Linked DNA regions of Zea mays: region 1 is linked to region 2. Evidence: chromatin contacts called from public Hi-C data. All regions are on one chromosome and are shown on one strand. Each heading gives the region's core, a stretch centred on a gene start, on an enhancer-like site or on the middle of the called end of the contact. The rest is flanking DNA. Distances are from core to core; before and after follow the strand shown. Region 1 holds the start of LOC103634865 (LRR receptor-like serine/threonine-protein kinase). Region 2 holds the start of LOC103634861 (tryptophan aminotransferase-related protein 2).

Region 1 (4,851 bases), core at 2,040-4,539, 220 kb before region 2:
CACGACCGGAACCTCTTCACGGCGATGGCCGCGCCCGTGGACGGCACGCTCGCGCGGTACACCGACCCGGACCAGCCCTGCCCGATGACGTTCGCCGGCGTCAGGCTGCGCGCCACGTCGCCCACGGTGATGTCCAGTTTCTGGTACAGCGTCACGTCCCACGGCGGCAGCATGTCGGCGTCCTTGCCGTCCGCGTCGGAGCGCGCGCCGCCGAACACCGACGAGCGTCCGCGGCGGCCGACGAGGAGGAACGCCGCGGCGGCGAGGAGGGCGACGAGCGCGGACACCAGCACCGCGGTGGCCACGCGGGCGGCGCGCCGCGCCGCGCGCTCGCGCTCGCTTGCGTCGCCGGGGCACCGCGAGAGGCACAGGCCTGGGTTGCCCTCCACGTCGCTCGCCGGCAGCTTCGCGAAGAACGCCGTCGCGGGCGCGCGGCCGGTGAAGCCGTTGAAGGAGATGTTGAGGGCCACAAGGTTCTGGAGCGCGGTCAGGGGCTGGAGGTCACCGGAGAGCTGGTTGTGCGACACGTCGAGCACGCCGAGCCGAACGAGGCCGCCGAACTCCTTCGGTATAGCGCCCGACAAACCGTTGCAGCTCAGGTTGAGAGCGATCTCCAGCCCCGGAATCTTGCCGATGCTCGCCGGTATCCCGCCGGACAGCGTGTTGCCGCCGAGGTCCAGGAGCTGGAGCCGTGAGCACGAGCCGATCTCTGGAGGTATCTGGCCCGTGAGCCTGTTCCCGCCAAGGACGAGCTTCGTGAGCGAACTGAGCTTGCCGATGTCCGGCGGGATCGCGCCGCCGATGGAATTGTACGACAGGTCCAGGTACTGCAGCGAGAGCATGTCGTGGAACAGCCTCGGAGGCAGGACGCCGGCGATGGCATTGCCGTGGAGGTCGACGAACGTGAGGTTCCGGCACCCGGCGATCTCCGCGGGGATGGCGCCTGACAACCTGTTCGAGCTCAGGTCAAAGAAGCTGAGGTTGCCAAGTCTACCGACCTCGGGAGGAATCGCGCCGGCGAGGTGGTTGCCGCTCGCGCGGAACCGGACGAGGGACGTGCAGTTGCCGATCTCCGGCGGTATCTCGCCCGAGAGGGCGTTGTCGATGAGCAGCAGCTTGGAGAGCCGCGGCAGCCGGAACAGGGAGCGCGGGATGGGCCCGGTGAGCGCGTTCTGCGACAGGTCGAGCGACTCGAGGCTCGCGCAGCCGCCGATCTCCGGCGGGATGCTCCCCGTGAGCTGGTTGGCCCAGAGGTAGAGCATGCGCAGCGCCGTGAGCTTGCCGATGCCGGCGGGGATGGCGCCGGATATCTGGTTGTTGTCGAGCTCGAGGTCGGTGAGGTTGGCGCAGCGCGCGAGCTCGGCCGGGACCGGGCCGGACACCTTGTTCCCGCTGAGCTGCAGCTCCTGCAGCGACGTCAGGTTCCCGAGCGACGCCGGGATGTGGCCGGTGAGCCCGTTCATGGACAGGTCCAGGACGGCGAGCCCCGCGCACGCCCCGAGCTCCGGCGGTATGACGCCGACGAGGCTGTTCTGCCACAGCAGCAGGGTCTTGAGGTTGCTGAGCCTGCCGAGCTGCGGCGGGATCGACCCGGACAGCGCGTTCTCGTACAGGTAGACGTTGACCAGGCTTGTGCATTGGCCGAGCTCGGGAGGTATCGGGCCGGAGAGCATCGCGGTGTAGATGGCGATGGTGTCGAGGCTCTTGAGCTGGCCCAGGGTCGCCGGGAGCGGGCCGGAGATGCTGGTCTCGGCGAGGCCGAGCATGGTGAGGTTGGAGCAGCTGCCGATCTCCGGTGGGAGCGCGCCCTGGAGGTTCTTGTTGCCGCCGGCGCGGAGCACCTCGAGGCTGGCCATCTGGCCGATGGACGCCGGGATGGGGCCCTCGAGCTGGTTGTCGTAGACGACGAGCTCCCGCAGCGCCGTGAGGTTGCCGATGGCGTCCGGGATGGCGCCCTCGAGGCGGTTGGAGTTGACGTAGAGGCTCTCGAGCCTGCTCCCCGGGCGGCAGAGGGCGGCCGGGATCGGCCCCGTGAGCGCATTGCTGCTGAGGTCGAGGTGCGCCAGCGCCGGCAGGTCCCCGAGCTGCGGCGGGATGGGGCCCGTGAGGTTGGCGCCCGTGAGCACGAGGCGCGCCAGCGTGGCGCCGACGGCGGAGGAGTGCAGGTCGGCGGGGACGCCGCCGTGCAGGCCGACGAACTGCAGGCTGAGCTCCGTGACCCGGCCCGCCGCGTTGCAGGACACGCCCGTCCACCGGCACGGCGACGCGTCGGAGTCCCTCCAGTCCCCCAGCGCCTCCTCCGCGCCGCCCCGCAGCGTGCGCTTCCAGGCCAGCAGCGCCGCGCCCTGCGCGTCCACGGCCAGCGCGCTGCCCATGCACGCCAGGACAAGCGCGCACCACAGCAGCAGCGGCGCCGCCGCCGCCGCGCACGCGCTCCTCCACCTCCCGTTCATCACGTCAGGAGGCATCCTCCTCTGCAGCTCAGCTTACGAAACCACAGCCTGCCAGGTCGGCAGGCAGCCGACAGCGTTTGACACTGTACTTGAGAGATACTACACTTCACTCCCAGAGCATATCCACCCAGGCAGGCGACCAAACTACGACGATGAAGCCGATGAGGAGGATGAGGTGAGGCGGTGCTGTAGGATCAGCTGCAGCTGGTGTCACTTGCAAATCTGTGTCGTTGCTTGTGCCGGAAGCAGCAGCGCAGCGCAAAGAAAGTGGCTCTGCGGCTTTGCTTTGCTTTGCTTGCAAAGCCAGGGAGTAGGTGGATTGGTGGCGAGGTTTAAGCGAAGCCTCACTGACAAGACAACAGGTTTTAGCGGAGGGAGAAGAAGAGGCAGAGGCACGCCACTGCCACGGCCATGCGCCACAACGTGGATGCAGTGCAGCTGTTATACGCCGATGAGCAGGAGAGAGGGAAAGGTGGAGCAGGAAAGCAGCGAGAAACGGCAGATTAGGTGGCAGCAAGCTGGTTCCGGTTCAAGTTCAGACATTGCAAAGTACCAGGACAGGAGGAGAGGGAGAAGAAGAGAGAGAGAGAGAGAGAGAGAGAGAGAGAGAGAGAGAGCGGGTGGTGTGGGTAGCAGTGGCTGGCACTCATGTGTGTCTGCGGAATCTCCGGATCCGAGGCCACCGGTTGGGTCAGGCACTCAGGCAGGCCGGCCGTCAGGACTCAGGACGCTCCGCACCGCACCCCGGTCTCATCCCTATGCTTGTTTATTGCACTGTCATTCTGTCAAGTAGCAACGCTACTTTATTACAGTATTATGTACCTGTGCTGACTGGTGATACAACAGCGCTTGGTTTTAATTCTACTGATTTTTACAGTTGTTACAGTGTTTTTTCTACTGATTTGTACCTGTCCTGAGATGGGGAAGAGAAGTGAGACTTAGGGGTGTTTGGTTACACCCCGCTAAAATTTAGCCTCTGTCCCATCAAATGTTTGAACCTCCGTTCCGGGTATTAAATGTAGTCGGATTATAAAACTAATTTGTCAGCCGAAGATTAAAAGACGAGACGAATCTAGTCCAGTTGGTTGGGTCTATATTTCATACTCCTATTTAAAAGTCAAACGCTTGATGTGACCCGGGCTAAACTTTAGCAGGAGCAACCAAACACCCCTTTAGTTTGGCACTCAAAGAAAAGATGGTGAATCACATCCACTAAAGGTCGTCTGAAGCTGTTGCATCGCATCGCGTCGGTCAGGTTTCAGTTGAGGCAGGCAGCTCCGCCGTCATGAAAAGGCTGTGTGAAGTGAAGCCGCTGCGGCTGCATGGATGATGATGCTACAGCCTACGCAGCGTTCTGTGTAACCCTTCCTGGCTTCCTGCCGAGGAAAACAAAGAATCGGGCGGACGGGCAGCGCAAAGACTTTTTCACCACGCACGCCGCGCTGCCTGCCGCGGCATCTGCGTGCGGTGAGCATGGCAAGCGCATCATGCCATGCGACAGCGATGGCGGGGGGCAGTGGGCAAAGAATATCTTGGGAACGTAACGGCTCGCCTACAATAACAGTGGCCACCAACACGTGGCATGTAACTTCTCCCTCCGTTTTCCTACAGTTTCTAGCCCGTTTTTGTTTATTTTTTACTTCGACAGGGGGCATGTTTAAATCACTAGGACTAGCTACTAGTTACGGAGTCCGTAATGGCTATCTCAAATAGCTAGCTGATGTAGAGCTCAAGGAATAATAAAATTAATAACTTATCTTACTACTAGTATATGGTCCACACGTAATACACTCAGTTTTCTGGAATACGTGAAATCTCTTATATATTTGCTCGTCATTCGTCACTAGCTATTCTCGTCTTCTCCATATTTTCTATCCATGTAGGAAATAGAGTGAATCTAGCTAGTAGCTAACAATTGGAACGCCCTTAGAGCTAAAAAAACACTTGGAATTTATCTGGAGTTAGCTAGGTAACTAGTTGATTATAGCTAGCTAAAGACTGATAAAAAAATATCTTCTGTTTGAATGAGGTACAGATTATGATTTTAGTTAACTTTAGCTAGTTAACAATTACTCCTCCTAATACTGAATAGGTCCTAAACCTTCTAATGAACTGTTTTTATGGTCCAAGATAACTTATAATCTAGAACGTAAGGATAGTAAACAACTCTTCATTTCCCTCACTCAGTACGTATGCTCACTTCCAAAAAAAACCACTTATAATTACTACAATAACCTTTTGTCCAAACCACCTGTGGCGTGAACTTGTGATTGTTACAGGCACTACAGGGATGGCAAGCAACCGAAGCAAGAATCTGGATGGTTGAAATTAGCCGAAAGGTGAAAAGTGGGGGTAAAGAAAACAAAGTAAAAAGGGGGCAGATCACAGCTGGAGTACT
Region 2 (5,053 bases), core at 2,256-4,755:
GATAAATCCCCGGGACCTGATGGGTTTAATACTAACTTCATCAAAAAATGCTGGCCGATTATTTCACAAGACTTCTATGACTTATGTGATCAATTCTACCACGGAGATGTTTGCCTTCGAAGCATTAATGGCTCTTATATTGTTCTGATTCCAAAGAAGGATAATGCCAGAGTAGTGGGCGATTTCAGACCAATCTCTCTTCTGAATAATAGTATGAAAATCATTACTAAGCTGCTGGCTAACCGGCTTCAGACTGTGATGACTTCCCTTGTTCATAAAAATCAATATGGCTTCATCAAAGGAAGAACCATTCAAGACTGCCTGGCCTGGGCATTCGAATATATCCATCTTTGCCATATTTCAAAAAAAGAGATTATTGTGCTCAAATTGGACTTTGAAAAGGCGTTTGATTCTCTAGAGCATGAGTTCATTCTTCAGGTGTTGCTGCACAATGGCTTCGGCCCCAGATGGCTTAACTGGATTAGGGACATTCTTCGGTCTGGCACGTCTTCAGTTCTTCTTAATGGTGTACCTGGGAAAACTTTCCACTGCAAGCGTGGGGTCAGGCAGGGTGATCCACTCTCGCCTCTTCTTTTTGTTCTCGCGGCAGATCTGCTTCAAAGCATCATAAATAAAGCGCGGCGGCAAAACTTGCTCAAGTTACCATTGCCAGAGAATTGCGGTCAAGATTTTCCGATAGTTCAATACGCGGATGACACGCTGCTGATTTTGGAAGCTTGCCCTAGACAGCTATTCTTTCTAAGAGCTGTCCTGAACTCTTTTGCTTTTTCAACGGGGTTGAAGGTAAATTACAACAAATCAAGTATGTACCCCATCAACGTCAGTCCGGCTAAAATGGTGATCCTTGCTGGAACTCTTAACTGTCAGATAGGTTCAATGCCCTTTACCTATCTGGGTATCCCGCTGGGGCTTGCAAAACCTAAAATATGCCACTTTTTACCACTCATTCAGAGGATTCAAAAGCGACTTTCATGCACTTCTGCCCTCCTCTCACAGGCTGGCAGGCTCGAGCTTGTTAACTCGGTTTTCTCAGCTCTCCCGACTTTTTTGATGTGTACGCTGAAGATCCCGGTGACCACGATTAAGAAGATTGATTCCTATCGGAAGCACTGTCTCTAGAGGGGGAACGACGTCAATTCAAAGAAATCGGCGCTAGCTGCCTGGAGTATGATTACCCAGACAAAAAAAATGGGGGCTTGGGAGTGGTAAGAATAGAGACTCAAAACAAAGCCTTGCTCCTGAAGTTCTTACACAAGTTCTTCAACAGTCACGATATTCCCTGGGTTAACTTGGTCTGGAGCAACTATTACAGGACAACCAGGATGCCTGGCTGCTCAAAAATTGGCTCCTTCTGGTGGAAAAGCTTACTTACGTTTGTCCAAGATTACAAGGGTATGGCTGCCCCAAAAATTGGAGATGGAAGAACCATTCTATTCTGGGAAGATATGTGGAATTCGGGCATCCCGGCTAATCAATTCCCTGAACTATTCTCCTTTGCCCGCAACAGCAAACTGTCCATCAAAGAGGCTCTCCAAAAAGAGCAACTTATTGAAATTTTCCAGCTTCCTCTGTCGGTTCAAGCTCATGAACAATTTTTAGACTTAGACGCAACCTGGGGCCAAATCATGGTAAACAGCACAAACGATTCTTGGAAACTCATTTGGGGAGCAGACATTTTCTCTACAAAAAAAACGTATAAGCATTTGATGGGTCAGGCCCAGGTTCACCAGATCTTCAGATTGCTTTGGAAAAACAAGTGTCAACCAAAGCACAAGGTCTTTTTTTGGGCTGTGGCTAAAAAACAGACTCAATACAAGAGATCTGCTGAAAAGGAAGAATATGAACCTAGAGTCCTACACTTGTGAGAACTGCATCTGGCAAAAGGAAGAAACTCTTTACCATCTTTTCCTCAAGTGTAACTTTGCAAAGGCCTGCTGGACTTCTATTGGTTTGACGTCTCCCAGAATTGCTAATCCTGAGGCCGCGACAGTAAACCTAATGCAACAACTCAATGTTCCATTCTCTATGGAAATTGTCATTCTCATGAACTGGAGCATTTGGAAAACCCGCAATGCATGGTTTTTTCAGAACAAAGCCCCGACTGTGCAACACTGCAAAAACGAGTTTGCAAGGGAACTTCATCTTGTCATGCTGAGGGCTAAAGGCCGTTTTGATTCGACAATTCCTGCATGGCTTCAGCTTTGGCAGTAGACCTCGTTTCTTTTCCTTTTCCCGCTGTAGTTAGGCTGTTTTACCCTTTGTAATCTGCTTTCTGTCTGCTTCTAACTCTGTTATTTTAAAGTTTTAATAAAATTTTCAGTAGGGGCTCGCCCCTCCTGTCTTATCAAAAAAACGTGAAGCAAACTTGGGACAGTTGTTCCTTTGTCGTTATGTGTGCATGGCTTTTTAAATATAAGAGGTAGTTAAGAAACTACATGATACAACCATAAGCTGTTAAATTATAAATTCAGTTAAGAGACAATATGCATATAAAATCGTATAAAGACGGACTATTCGTGAATAGTCTGTTTCTTGTACTCTTTTCAGTTAGCTTAAAGATAAATAAGATTACATATGCTCTTTGTTGCATTATAACAAAGTCCTTTACCATTTTTACGAAAAAAATACTTTGTATAGGTGAGAAAAAATGTAGCTTAATACACTTATCTAAATAAGACTTACACATAAACATCGAGTGAGATTAAGAGTCTATTTAGCGGATAAATTGCTAAAAAAGTCAAATAAATTATAAATTGAGAAAAAGTGAGCACTTAGTATCTATTTAGTCGGCCATGGCTAACTAGGTCATACTTTATTTAGGTTAGTCGGAAGAACTAAATTTAGCTAGAAAAAAGATAAACTGATACCACCATGAGCGTCGACTCTGATACCAAGCTACTCCCAACACAAGTTGTTTAAGATAGCAACACGGTCTCTAAAATATAACTTTGACCAATATTTTTTTAAAAAAATAAAAATAAACTCTTAATATATTTATACTTTTGCAAAAAAGTACTTTTTAAGATAAATTAATATATAAATGTTACATTTCAAAACTAAAAACAAAATTATTATTAGTAGTCAAAGTTTTATACCTTTGACTTAAATCTTGTGGTGAAGGACTTGTTTTTTCAGACCGGAGAAGGCGGGAGGGAGTAGCTAGGAGCCTAGGAATACAGGCACTGCCTAGACCGATCCGCAGAAAAGCAACCAGCCAATCATAAGATCGTACGATTATGATGAGTAGCGCAAACTCTCATCGTCAACACTACGGGCCGGGAACTGGGGCCGGTCAAGGCTGGACCGTCCGATGAGCGCTCGGCGGCCAGGAAGCGGCGAGCTGAAGGAGATCAAGCGTGGTCGGTTCCTGTCTGCTTTCGCTTGTCCACAGCGGCCGTGTCGTGCGTGCCCTAGCACTAGCGCGGAGGTGTGTAGTGGGTGGCTTCGTCATCAGAAGGGCAGAAAGCATATATCGCGTCCGGGGGATCCATGGTGGGTCTGGGTTGGATTGGACCCTATAAAATGCCGCATCACTAATCTCCAGAGTCCTCCCCTGCCTGCCCTCCTCGTCTAGCTGGTCCCTGCTGCAGCACTAAGCTTAGCTTAGCTTTGAGAGCTTCTCCATTGTTTGCAGCACTGCTAATAAAGTGCTGCCGCTCTTTTCTCTCCTCTCCTCTGCTCTCCTAGCTATACGTTCTTTCTTCCTTACAGTACCCACTGCTGCTGTTCAGCTGAGCTAATGCAGTGTTAAGCTCAGTTACTGTCGTCGGTTTCAGCAAAAGCCTCGCAGTGTACTTGCGCCTGAACCTGACGAGAAAGAGAGCGAGGTCAAAACAGAGGGGAACCAAAGCTCCAAGAAAGGGGAGGGACCTTCTTCGACCCGCTTCCATCCAGCATCTCGCTCGTCCGCCGCTCGAGGTCCTTCCTAATCGGCGGCCAGCCAGCCAGCCGCAGCCGCCTCCTTTGGCAAGAAGGACACTAGTTCCACCTGTTTTCTTGCAAAAGAGCTTTTTTTTTTCTTCCATCCCTCTCTTTTTCTTCCCCATCGTTCGTGTGCTGCCCCCAAGAAGCCGGGAGCTAGCTAGCTAGCGAGCGGCCCACCGGCCGAGTTTGGAGCTAGCACGAGCAGGCTGCTGTAGGCGTTGGCAGCACGCTCTCTTTCTTTCCCTCTCGGCGGCATGCCTTCGGCGGCATTAAATCTCGGCACGGCGGTCGAGGGCAGCTTCCAAGGCGCCGGCGGCGGCATGGTGCCGTCCGCGCGCCTCCTCACCGCTAACGGCGGCGGCGCGCCGAGCCGTCGGGAGGAGACGGCCAACGGCGGAGGGCCTGGCTCTGACCTGGCCGCGCTCCGGCCCACCAAAAGGCCGCGCGGGAAAGCCCAGCTGGCCGGGAAGCCCAGGAGGCGGGCGCCGATCTGGAACCTGCAGGCCGCCGTCTTCGTCTCTGTCGTCCTCAACGTCGGCCTCCTCCTCCAGCACCACGTCAACAGCACAGCTCCGTCGCACCACGACCACGACCACGGGCACCGGCAGGAGCACCAGGCCTGCCCGACGCATCTAGACGGTGGCGGCGTCAGCCGCAGCAGTAGGGGGAGGCAGGAGGTGGAGGCGGCGGCGTCGGCGGCGTCCGTGCCCAAGGCCGCCGGGGCGCCGTCCACCGGCAAGCCGCCGGTGACGCCGGACTCGGTGATCAACCTCGACCAGTGAGTATTCAGTCCAAAACTGCCCTCCGTTTCTTGCTCTGCCGCGTCTGCATGTTCGCTAAGCTTCGTTAGCGATAGGCAAATAGCGTCACCCACCCATGTCCTTTGTTTAGAGGCGGAGGCGGAGAGAATGTTAATTACTAATTCACCGCAACCACACTCCACGGGATGGGGGGAGGCATGTCCCCCTGTGCTGTGCAATGTTGGTGTCGACGGAGAGAATGAACTCCGGTGCGCGGGATCGAATCTGTCTGTCCCGAGACCGCGGGTTTGCCGGCGATTCATATGCAATGCACCTGACCTTGTTTGGTTGATGCTTCATCTGTATTA

What was found. A called contact is a pair of places that touch in the nucleus more often than the background predicts.
Region 1: a Hi-C map of leaf shows a contact between it and region 2, with 2.4 times the contacts expected there. The contact joins the promoter of LOC103634865 here to the promoter of LOC103634861 in region 2. A contact is called at or near these places in 4 of 25 Hi-C or Micro-C datasets (ear, leaf and tassel).

Annotation. Positions count from the first base shown.
Region 1 is chr8:17,610,055-17,614,905 of Zm-B73-REFERENCE-NAM-5.0, reverse strand. It overlaps LOC103634865 (LRR receptor-like serine/threonine-protein kinase), which reads right to left and starts at 3,289. Exons shown (of 2, transcript XM_008657448.4): 1 at 1-3,289. The coding sequence starts at 2,468.
Region 2 is chr8:17,393,838-17,398,890 of Zm-B73-REFERENCE-NAM-5.0, reverse strand. LOC103634861 (tryptophan aminotransferase-related protein 2) reads left to right here and starts at 3,505. Exons shown (of 5, transcript XM_008657447.4): 1 at 3,505-4,723. The coding sequence starts at 4,200.